Regions from separate parts of the Bombyx mori genome. Here region 1 is linked to region 2. A link is a contact called in public Hi-C data. All regions are on one chromosome and are shown on one strand. The core of a region is the stretch at or near the end of the contact, and the rest is flanking DNA. Distances in the headings are between cores, read along the strand shown.

Evidence for each region. Hi-C and Micro-C count contacts between places; a contact is called where the count stands out from the background.
Region 1: a contact with region 2 is called in a Hi-C map of whole pupa, with 8 times the contacts expected there. The contact joins two enhancer-like sites. A contact is called at or near these places in 2 of 7 Hi-C or Micro-C datasets (both in whole pupa).

What each region holds. Positions count from the first base shown.
Region 1 is chr19:5,189,029-5,194,520 of ASM3026992v2, reverse strand. LOC101736248 (protein twisted gastrulation) reads left to right here. Exons shown (of 5, transcript XM_004933371.5): 4 at 127-195; 5 at 4,320-5,492. The coding sequence ends at 4,428. Among protein-coding and RNA genes, the nearest start is that of LOC101736248, 8.2 kb to the left of the region's middle. Within about 2 kb of position 3,455, at least 4 of the 8 cell types and tissues checked have open chromatin away from gene starts, as enhancers often do.
Region 2 is chr19:5,153,452-5,159,800 of ASM3026992v2, reverse strand. All of the region lies in intron 1 of Hnf-4 (hepatocyte nuclear factor 4), which reads left to right. Among protein-coding and RNA genes, the nearest start is that of LOC134200666, 13 kb to the left of the region's middle. Within about 2 kb of position 3,375, at least 2 of the 8 cell types and tissues checked have open chromatin away from gene starts, as enhancers often do.

The DNA of each region.
Region 1 (5,492 bases), core at 2,206-4,705, 35 kb before region 2:
ATTATATCGATAACACTAAAGTCGATCGATAAGTATCGAACAAAGTAATCGTTGAGTCGCAAAATAAGTGACATCGGAGAAAATTCGTTTGCCATAAATACAATGTTTATTCGCATGTCATTACAGGTGGTTCCATGACGGATGCTGCGAATGCGTCGGCGACAAGTGCTTGTATTACGGCATCAACGAGAGTCGGTAAATATCTTAACTAAAAGATTCTTCGCACTTCACAGGACTGAGCACATCTAGTATTATATTTTACAGAGTGTTGCCAGAGTTTTAGTCATGGGATCTTTGTCATCCGTTTGTAGCTATTTTGCGTCTTTCTTACTATACTCCCTTATATATATATGTATAATTTGGCTGGCCATTTAAATTTAACATTATTATTTCTCACCCCCACAAAGATTCTCGTCATTAACGCCCCCGCAACTGGTGTAGGGGGTCCAACACTCATATAAATATTAGCCTATCCATTAAGTATATGTATTTTCTACATGGATACCAAGTTTCAAGTCAATCGGATGCATGGTTCAGTAGTTATAACGGAGCATCCGTAAAAACCACTGTAGATTTATATACATATTAGTATATATTCTAATGAAGAAATGCGAGCTTTTTTCATGTTTGTATCTCCAACAAAACTTCCTCGCATATTAAATAAGCCCATTACGGCCACCTGCGGCACAAGGCCGACCTAACGTTCTCGCATCTGCACACGGGATCGGATTACGCTCAGGTGTGTTGCGAATTAATATTATTTTAAACACATTTATTGCATATTAATTTATTATGACATCATTTTGTTTATCGGTATTACTTGAATCTTACAAAGAAATGTTATAATTAATATGAAATTACAAATGTTCTCCTCGTAATCTATGAATCGGAATACCAGTATTGTAGATAGAAAAAATATTATAAATACATTTTACGGAACTCTCTTACATTTTTATTTGAAAGTTAACAAAACACTAGTATGTTTATTTTTATTGCTTAGATGGGTGGACGAGCTCACAGCCCGTCTGGTGTTAAGTGGTTACTGGAGCCCATAGACATCTACAATGTAAATGCGCCACCCACCTTGAGATATAAGTTCTAAGGTCTCAGTATAGTTACAACGTCTGCCCCTACCCTTCAAACCGAAACACATTACTGCTTCACGGCAGAAATAGGCGGGGTGGTGGTACCTACCCGTGCGGACTCACAAGAGGTCTTACCACCAGTATAGTCTAGTCGACAAGTTAAAAATGGTGTTAATTCGACATACTACTGCTAAAATTATGTGGTTTAGCTCATTCGATTCGGAATAATGTCTAGACCATTGTGCTAAAAAATTGAATTAGCACATAAAAAATTCCAAAAGTTATTAACAATTAAACACCTTAAAAAAATAGCGTTTCGTTTATGGCTTATTGTCCGTAAACTATAAACATTTTCGAAATTTGAAAAAAAGATCCTTAAAGAGGAGGAAATTTAGTAAAAAAAAGTTCCAACTCCCGGAACTGTAGCTCCATTATTTATAATTTTAATTTAACGCTGAAAATAGCCCGCCGCGCGCCATTGTTAGGTTGCGCGCACGGCCTCGAAAGCGAGTACGTCACTTAAAAAAATTTTTTTCAAGTACTTAAAGTTAATTGAAAAATCTAAAAAAATTATTGCATAATCTAAACACTTTAAAAAATTTATTCCCTTTGGAATTTTTTATAAAAACATATTTTTCAATATTCTAGACGATTGTTAATTAAGAAAAAAATTTCCAATTTCCATCATCCTTCTAAACTAAAAAAAATGTTTAAATAATTACCTTAAAATTATTTCGCTTCGTGGACCTCTTCTTATAAATATATTAAACAAGATTGCGTCGTCTAAGTTATGAAATTGTTAATATTTTGTTAATAATAATTTTTTTAAGTTAACAAAAAAGAAAAAGAACAATTATGTTGTAAAGAATGTTTTTTTCTTTATTTACTATTATATTTTCGTTTTTATGTCAATAAGAGACATCTTTTAATAAAATATATACTATATAATAAAATATATAATAAAAACGAAAATATAATAATAAATAAAGAAAAAAAAATTCTTTACAACATAATTGTTCTTTTTCTTTTTTGTTAACTTAAAAAAATTATTATTAACAAAATATTAACAATTTCATAACTTAGACGACGCAATCTTGTTTAATATATTTATAAGAAGAGGTCCACGAAGCGAAATAATTTTAAGGTAATTATTTAAACATTTTTTTTAGTTTAGAAGGATGATGGAAATTGGAAAAATTTTTCTTAATTAACAATCGTCTAGAATATTGAAAAATATGTTTTTATAAAAAATTCCAACGGGAATAAATTTTCTAAAGTGTTTAGATTATGCAATATTTTTTTTAGATGTTTCAATTAACTTTAAGTACTTGAAAAAAAATTTTTTAAGTGACGTACTCGCTTTCGATGCCGTGCGCGCAACCTAACAATGGCGCGCGGCGGGCTATTTTCAGCGTTAAATTAAAATTATAAATAATGGAGCTACAGTTCCGGGAGTTGGAACTTTTTTTTACTAAATTTCCTCCTCTTTAAGGATCTTTTTTTCAAATTTCGAAAATGTTTATAGTTTACGGACAATAAGCCATAAACGAAACGCTATTTTTTGAAGGTGTTTAATTGTTAATAACTTTTGGAATTTTTTATGTGCTAATTCAATTTTTTAGCACAATGGTCTAGACATTATTCCGAATCGAATGAGCTAAACCACATAATTTTAGCAGTAGTATGTCGAATTAACACCATTTTTAACTTGTCGACTAGACTAGTATGTCAGATACGAAGATAGTCTTGTGATTCCAAAGTACATAAAGATTTTTATTTTGTTTGTACTTTATATTGAATATTATTATACTGTATTTATAGAATATATACTTAGTAAATTCAACCAATCAATTAAATACTCAGTACAATAAACAACTCGCGCTTATATCGTCGTGGCCTAAAGGATAAGGCGTCCGGTGCATTCATATCGAGTGACTCGACTTTACCGATGTTCGAATCCCGCAGGCAGATATCAATTATTTTTGTAATGCAATGCGTACTTAACTCATTTAGATTATGGGGGTAATTTAGACGGATTATTGCAAATTTTATTATTTCATCAATGGTTGTGTCATTGTGATCGGAATTGTTCATTAAAAAAAATATCATTACGTCTTCAATTATTAAAAGACTCGTTTTCAAACCTGAACTATATCGATATATTTGATCCGATTTTTTATGTAACGTTTTATGGGTGTTATTACAGACGGCGGTGTTACCTATGTGATGGTGACCGTTAGATTGGTTCTTCGGTTGGACAGTGACCACCGTTGTCCATGGACACTAACAATGCCATACCGATACAATGCAATAGGGGAGGCGGGTGGTTCGACAGTAAAAAGGATTACCTCGGACAGTCCTTAGAACAAGTCCCCGTGAAACATACGGTACAGAGAGAACCGAAGTTCCTTTCTGTCTGTGGTCTGGGTCTACCATAGGGTCCACATGATTGATAAAAACGGGATTATAGATAATTCGAACGCCCCTCGCCCCTATATTATATCAAAGAGCTAGTATTTGGGAGCCGAGGAATAGTGCTTTATCAATCAAAGCTTATGTCCAAGCGTCACAATCATATAGCTGTGCTCTGTTGAGAATTCCCAACATTTTAGAAGTCAACTTCGCTTTACCATACCTATGACAGTACCAAACTCCTATTGATAAGGGATTATATGCATACACACTTTTTTATTACATAGGTGGACGAACTCACAGCCAATCTGGTGTTAAGCGGCTACCAAAGTCCATAGACATTAACAATGTAAATGCCACGCACCTTAAAACATGAGTTTTTATTATATACTAGAGGTCCCGCAGTAGTCAAAATTCGACTATAATTAATTTGAATTATAAGTTTGTACACTATTATGATTGTATTTTCAACGCCAAGACTACACTATAGAAAAATATTAATAAAGACAAACAATATTTAATCTATTCTCAATTTGACCACAGACGTCAAGAATGTGTGTGTCAAATACATGGTAGTGTGTGTAATGTTTTCTTTATTGATTTAATGTATCTTTTTTGCATTATTTAAAAAAAATATTAGCATTGTGCACTTCTCTATAGTCTCTATAAGTGTAGAAAATTTCATACTTCTCCGTCCGCGCAATTTTCGTAAAAAGGGATACAAAGTTTTTGCTTCACGTATTAATATATAGATATATTGTGAAGTAAAAATAACGAGCTTAATAAACAAATCAATTAAAATGTTTTGTGTTATCTTTCCAGGTGTCTTGCCTGCCCGGGTGGGAAGGAAACTTCGATTAATGCTATCGATGAAGAACTCACGTATGACGACTTGGACTACGGAGAAGACGTTGACGCGCAATCTATTTAAAACAAATATTCGGTATTCACAACTTTAAATACATACACTCGTATATTATTATGTACATTGGACTTTTGGCGGGAACGCGAAGAGCGAAATTGTGTAAATTGTTTTCTTTTTTAAATTAGTGTTTCTTCACGTTTCAATGTGTAATAACGGTGGTTTATTAACTGTTTAGCATCTGTGAAAGTACACAAATAAACAAAGCCATTTGGACGTAGCTTCTCGGATTCTTCCAAAAGGTCAAAGGAAAATGTCTGTAAATAATCACCGTTTTACTAAGATTTTATTTAATGCTATCTCGTCTCGATTCATTTAATTTCATCCCAATTGAAGAGTCTTAAATTGATCAACTTCATCTCGTTTCGCATAACAAGAAGTTATAATAGAAGCTTCTTGTTATAATAGAATATAAGAGGAAAATATTAGACTTGGCTTAAAGGACTCGTTACCAGGCCATAAGAATCTCCAAAAAAAACGTGTATTTTCAGAAATCTTTGTACTGTCCGATCAATTGTTGAAGTATTGCCATAAGTGAAGTCACATATTTTTTTTGCTGCTAAATATTAAATAGATCTGAAATGATAATGCGAGTATTCGAAAATACCAGAGGAGGTATGTTTAAAATTGAAGACTACTCATTCTAATGAAAGATTTAGCATTTTAAGTTTAGTGCACAATGTTATAAGGGTTATAATTATGCGAACAGAAAAAAAAATAGCTGACATAAATTGAATTCTTGGTTAGCGAAAATAAGGTAAATAGTTTAAGTAAGATATTCTTAAAAATGTATTTAATTTACTTGCAATACCTACAGCTTACTAATGCTCAGAAGCTACGTGAATTGTTTTTTTAAAACATGTTTTCAACACAGTTTTCACCAAAACCTTTCAAAATTTTTACTTGAATTAAGTTTTTTATTTTTCGTACAACAATTGCTAAATGTATTTAGTGCCATGATATTGCTTCAGTTTAGCCCAAATCAAAATATAGATATTTAATTTGATTTCAAATGTTTACATTTGACGAAGCTGTCCCTTTGGTCGTAATAAATACACGCTAAATCTTTGATG
Region 2 (6,349 bases), core at 2,126-4,625:
CTATTAATCCTTAAAAGTAGTTTTAATTATATCTACGACTCCCGAAAACTGAAGATACTTAGTATATTTATTTACCCAGAGGAGCGCATCTAATACAAATGCGTACAAAGCAACATATTTTCCAACAACGCTAAATAGGTAACCAATGTTATGGTAATATTCGAAAGATAAATTGAACCTCAAAATTATCAGTTACCTTGTTATCACGCAACCTTATAAGGTAATATGTTGTTTTTAAATAGTCGGCCATGAGAGCCTAAGCCCTAATTACATAAACAACAGTTTACTTTATCAAGGCAAAGGCACAGACCATAATTTCGGATACATTGTCTTTAGTAAGCTTAAATGGCCATATTCGTACAATGTTTTCTTCGGTTTTTGCTAGTCTTTAGATGTAATTAAAACTAATTTTACGATTTAATCTCGTGTTTTTTTTTATTGTTGTGTATTATATTATTTGCGACAATTCGAATACTTTACATTTTTCGTAATCATGGGCGACTATTGTGGTTCGTCAACGTTTGCATATTATTATTATTATTATTATTTCCTACCTATGCTGATAGCCTTGAAAGGCTATTTCAGCTTCTCCTTGACATGTAGGTGAGTTGACGGGGCTCAAGCCGGGAGTGTTGCTAACACTGGCCCTAGCAAGAGGAGTGCTTCGCAGAATCTACCACCGGATCGGAAACGCAGCCCACTGAGAAGATCCGGTGAGGAACTCAGTGGACTTTAATATTAAGTTAGCACAATTTACAAATTCAAAGTTTAAGCTGTAAAAGTAATTTTAATTAGGCACTATTAGTAGTCGTATGCTGCTTGAAATAAAAATAAATTATCGTTATAATTACAACAGATATATTAATTGTAATTAGTATAAATTTTTTTGCCACGTAGGTACCATCCGGCTATGGAATGAGCTCCCCTCCACGGTGTTTCCCGAGCGCTATGACATGTCCTTCTTCAAACGAGGCTTGTGGAGAGTATTAAGCGGTAGGCAGCGGCTTGGCTCTGCCCCTGGCATTGCTGAAGTCCATGGGCGACGGTAACCACTCACCGTCAGGCGGGCCGTATGCCCGTCTGCATACAAAAGCAATTAAAAAAAAATATTGCTATCTGGCTATTGACCCTGATGATTTTGGAATCAAATGTAAAGAGACCGTTCTCGAAAGGAAAAAACGAGAATTACCGTTATAGTATAAACATGAGCATAAACACACTGAAAGGTTTAGTTTCGTTTTGTGTGTTATACCGAGTTTGAAATCAAAAAGCAACATCGAAATCGGTTCACAACAAAATTCTGAGTTAACCGACATAAAAAAAACAGTCGAATTGAGAACTTCCACCCTTTTTGAAGCTAGTTAAAAAAAGGAAAATCGTTTGATAAACAGAAGAGATATTCAACTTTTTTGGATTTGCGTATGTATGTCTATTAATTATTGATTAGTTAGTTGATTAGTTGAACGTCAAGGAGAAGCTGAAATAGCCTCTCAGGACATAAAGGTCTTAGAAATTTCTATTCGATCCAACTGATCCCCTCTTTTTATTCCTACCTATGTTGTTAGCCTTGAGAGGCTAAAACAGAGTTACCCTAGCGTGTAAGTGGGCTCTCGTGGCTCAAACCAGGAGGCGTTGCTAACACTGGCCCTAGCCATAGCCGTGCTTCGCAGAATCTACCACCGGATCGGAAACACGACCCACTGAGAAGATCCGGCGAGAAACTCAGTGGACTAGGTCTATAGGCTAGTTTACTCGCCGAACCCTTCGTCACAAGCGACGGGTTCGATGAGAACGGTAACGATCCCCTCTCGGTGTTGCAGCAGCTTTGTGCTGGATCACCGTATCCAATGAGCTGGTCGAAGACCTCGAAACATCACTTAACCCACAGCATCAGCCGGCTAATTTGTCGCCGGAAAATTTCAGCGGGATACGATTCCGATTCGGTGGTAAATGCATTCGTGAAGCGGTTGCCTTTGAGATACTAGGTTCCTTGAATCAAGCGAAAGTCAGAAGCGAGTGAAAATTCTTTCAATGAAAACAAATTGTGTAGTTTCTAACATGCTGCCAATTTCTACAGCGAAACATTCAAAACAATGCATTTCAATTCGACCTCACGGTTCAAGGTGATCCATTGCATTATTTTCTTTTGCTATTCAGATATGTAATGACTTTTTTGGCCTACCTATTCTAGTGAGCGGGGTTTCTACCCCGAAACATACAAAACAATGCATTTCAATTCGACCTCACGGTTCAAGGTGATCCGTTGCGTTCTTTCCATTTCTATTCAGATAGCCTATAGTAATGACTTTTTTTGCCTACCTATTCTAGTAAGTAGGGTTATACTAGATTTTCCGAACGTGAAGGCGAGTTCTTGGGGCTCAGCCTGGTGAAGTTGCTAACACTAGCCCTATTAAGGGCATTGTTTGGCTGAATCTACCACCAGACCGGAATCGAGACCCGCTGAGAAGATCCGGTGAAAAACTAAGTGGGTTGCGTCTGATTGTAGAAGTAGCGGATTGGGAAACCATCTGTTTTGATATCAGTTGAATAACGTCTAGAGCTAAAGCGTTGCAGGTATGAATGGATTGTAAAAATGAACCAATGTGTCATTGAATGGCAGCACAGCACACGGCTGCCAAGCGCTAAGAGGTAACAGCCGCGACGCCTTTGCCAAATGCAGCGAGAAGTGTCGTGATACATCATCGGCTGCATATTATTAGATGCGTTGCATAATTACATGTGATGTGTATATGTAAAACAAGTGCTTGCTGTAAAGCTCACATCATCACATTAGACTCTACACGTCTTAAGCTATCCCAGACCTTGACAGATTTTTCCGAGTGATCGACTTAAAACGACCTGTATGCAACGCCTGTTTAAGATCTTTCTCAAACATGTTCCTTCATTGATAAATTTTATTATGAAATATTCCAGCCTGTTTTTCTCCTAAATCTTTTCTATCACAATGACAGTCGATTCTATCTGCTATGTGAGGCAATTTTATTAAATATGAATTAGATTTACGTTAAAGAACTAACAAGCTAGTTAAGTTGATCTTTAAGGCACATTTCCGAATAACATTACTTCTGCGAATATACTTAATCTGGGTTAGATCTCCGATTCAAGACCATTTTTGTTAAAGATCCAATGTGTACAAGCTCCACTCCGCCCTGATTATGAGAGAATTTCTAGAACTTCTTGTACCATTTAAGACTTCTTCCATCGTTCTGTATATTGAAGTAGCAGATCTACCCAACACAAAGCCGTGTTGCAACACAAATTCTGGAATACTTCGACTCAGCGTTATCGCATGAACTTATTTAATCACAATAGTTTGTTTTATTTATCAACTTCACAGCTCTAAATGTGTCGATTGTTAAAGACCGTAAATTACCCATTTATCTTGTTTCGAGAAAGACAATTACAATGCGCGCTATACGACTAATCAGTAGTTATTATAGAATTGTTAATAATAAAATTGGAGAAGACAAATATAAGCTTTCAATGTTATCTTGAAATTCTTGCAGGCATAATATGGTATATATTTTGAGCAATTCGAAGAATTTTTGAGAAGACTTGCACATCAGGAACTGGTGGTAGAACGGAGTGCTATAACTAATAAATTTTATCTGGACTCTCAGTGATAACATCTTCGAGCCAATTTCCGGAGTGAAGCAATCATGGGTTTCCGTTTCAAAGATAAAATCAACAAAAATTCGTGCAGAAGCTTTAGGAATTAAGGTATATATAAAACAAACAGCCATCATATTAGTGTAAGGTTTGTTGTAAAGTAATTAAAATAAAATTTATCATGTTAAAGTTAAGGCAACTTTCGGATTGCCAACTAGCAACACTGTTGGTTCAATGACAGTAGTGGGGACGTGATATAATAAAAAAGGCGGTAGTCTAAAAAAACGGGAGAGAAAGCAGTGTATTCCGTAGTGAGCAGATATCTGAAGATTGTACTAGCGAAATTACAAATAAAGCAATACAGAATTAAGTGAGCTATTAATTGCTATCTGTGTATTTATTTCTTGGCTTTGGAAGCTAAGTCTACATTATGTATATCTCATAAGGTATTAAGAAGTTATACTAACTCAACTGAATTTCAATTCGTATATAAAATCGTCAATTTAAGATAAGCTTTGCATAATTATTAAAGCATTATCATTTATAGCATTTTTTTTTTTTTTTGAAAACAAATATTACTTGCCATATAAACGTTTTGGTATTAAGAGCTTGGATTATCATACAAAATTTATTGTTCAAAAACAACTGAAGCTGTACTTGACACAGTTCTGTTCGTCTATAAATATATATGTTGTTTTCGACTGACTTATGTTTATTTCGTATTTATTATATAACGATGGTGAACGGTATAAATAGACGACGAAGCTACTGTCGAACGTTGAGAAATGCGACTGCGTCTAAATAAAGCTTTGAACTATCCAAAATGCTAACTACATTAATAAAACAAAATGGAAATACAGTTCAATGACACATACAACAATAGTAGTTTCAAACAATTATTATTTAAAAGGTTTTCTGTATAACGATAAAAGGTCAAAAGAGTGCTAATACCAAAATAGAAACAATTAAGTAGTGAGTGAATAAAACTAAATACGTGTTTTTTTTTGTCTCATGTACATCTACTGAATCTACGAGTTCTACGACCCTATCACTTGAGACAGTGTGGAACCAAACCTACTTTCCTAATATTCTTATAACGTAGTATTAACTTCCAACGTTTCAAACACTACAGTTTACGTGATCACAGATAATCAGTCATCGGACTGAAATAATATGAATTAAAAAAATAAATAACGCGAGATCAAGCCGTAACAGTTTATATAACATATGTACATATAGATTGCTAGACAGGGCTACCCGTGATCCTATTGCTTGCGACACTGCCGAAATATCAGAAACTAACTAAAATTCGTGGGATGAACCCGTTAAATAATAGTATTTATAATGTAGATAATGATCCTAGAAAGTTTCTAATATTTGGAAGCCATGGTATAGTTTTCTAATTTGTAAGCTCTTAGGCTAACGAGCTCTTCAGTGATTACTCATTTTGAAGTACCCACTTACAAATAAAAGAAAATGTTACATAATGCAAAACTGTCATTTGGAAGCGGTATCTTAAAACTGTGTAACGAGCAATGGGATGTATTTCGTTGTTGGCATTATCACGCTATCTTAAAGTCAAGATAAACACGACCTATTGCCCAAGAAGAACCCCAATCCTGAGACGAACCGGTGAAATAAGCTTGGCAGGTATGTCTTATTAGCTAGGTGCTAAAAGAGCAGCATTGCGGCAAAGGATACCCTGAACGGCTACCTACCAAGCTATGGTAAGTCTATTGAATTCGGTATTCATCAAATTACCCATCCTTCTTTTCGTATCGTTTCGTCACCAACATATTGCTGGGAAATGATTTGCCTTATTCATATAAAGATCCGCATTTTATATGATCAGTTAGATCGAAACCTAGAGAGAAAATGTTAATCAGAGATATGCACTGAGAAAAAGAAATAGCAGAGCAAGCGCTTATCAAACAAGAATCAACATGGCTGCACGTCAGTATACAACAATCGTTTGCACAGAACTTATAAGATAAAAAATTTAAAACAAGAAAACGTGAACCTCATAAATTAATTTGAAGCTTTCTAACTGAATCTTTATGTTTGATGTGCATTAAATAATGAAATATGTTGATAATAAACGAAAAACGAAAAGGCTAAATGTCGGAAAATGTATTTTGTGAAGAACTATAAATAATAAACTCTCAAAAAAGCAACGCAAATTTGTTAATCAGTCTTCGCCATTACTGGATGTTATCGCATACGAATGTACGATAAAGTGATAGATAACATTACAGGACTTGCAGCTATAAACTAAGTGTCATTTTCTGAACACCTTGATCCTTCAATATAAAAAGTATAGATAGAATGTACCTACACTTCTAGAGTTCATTGCAAATAATCTTGTATCGAAAATTAAATGCCCTTCCTTGGAGATAACACCCAGAAATCAGAACAGCTAGGGTAAATAGTTATTTTACTAAAATTACATTTTATACTTTAATTGAATATAGGGAACAAAAATGCTTAAGTGTCTATTTAAAATTACATATCAAAATTTGTTTTTCAATTCAAACACAACGTGTACCACTAATAACCATTTATTAGTCAATTCCAAAACAGAAGAAACGTCCAAAAAATGATAAATTCAGTATTTTTCATGTAGCAAACTAGATGGCGTTGCTGTGAAATAACGAACTAAACATTTTGTGATTCGTAGCACTGCAAAATAATAATAAAAAATATGAGATTTTTGACGGGA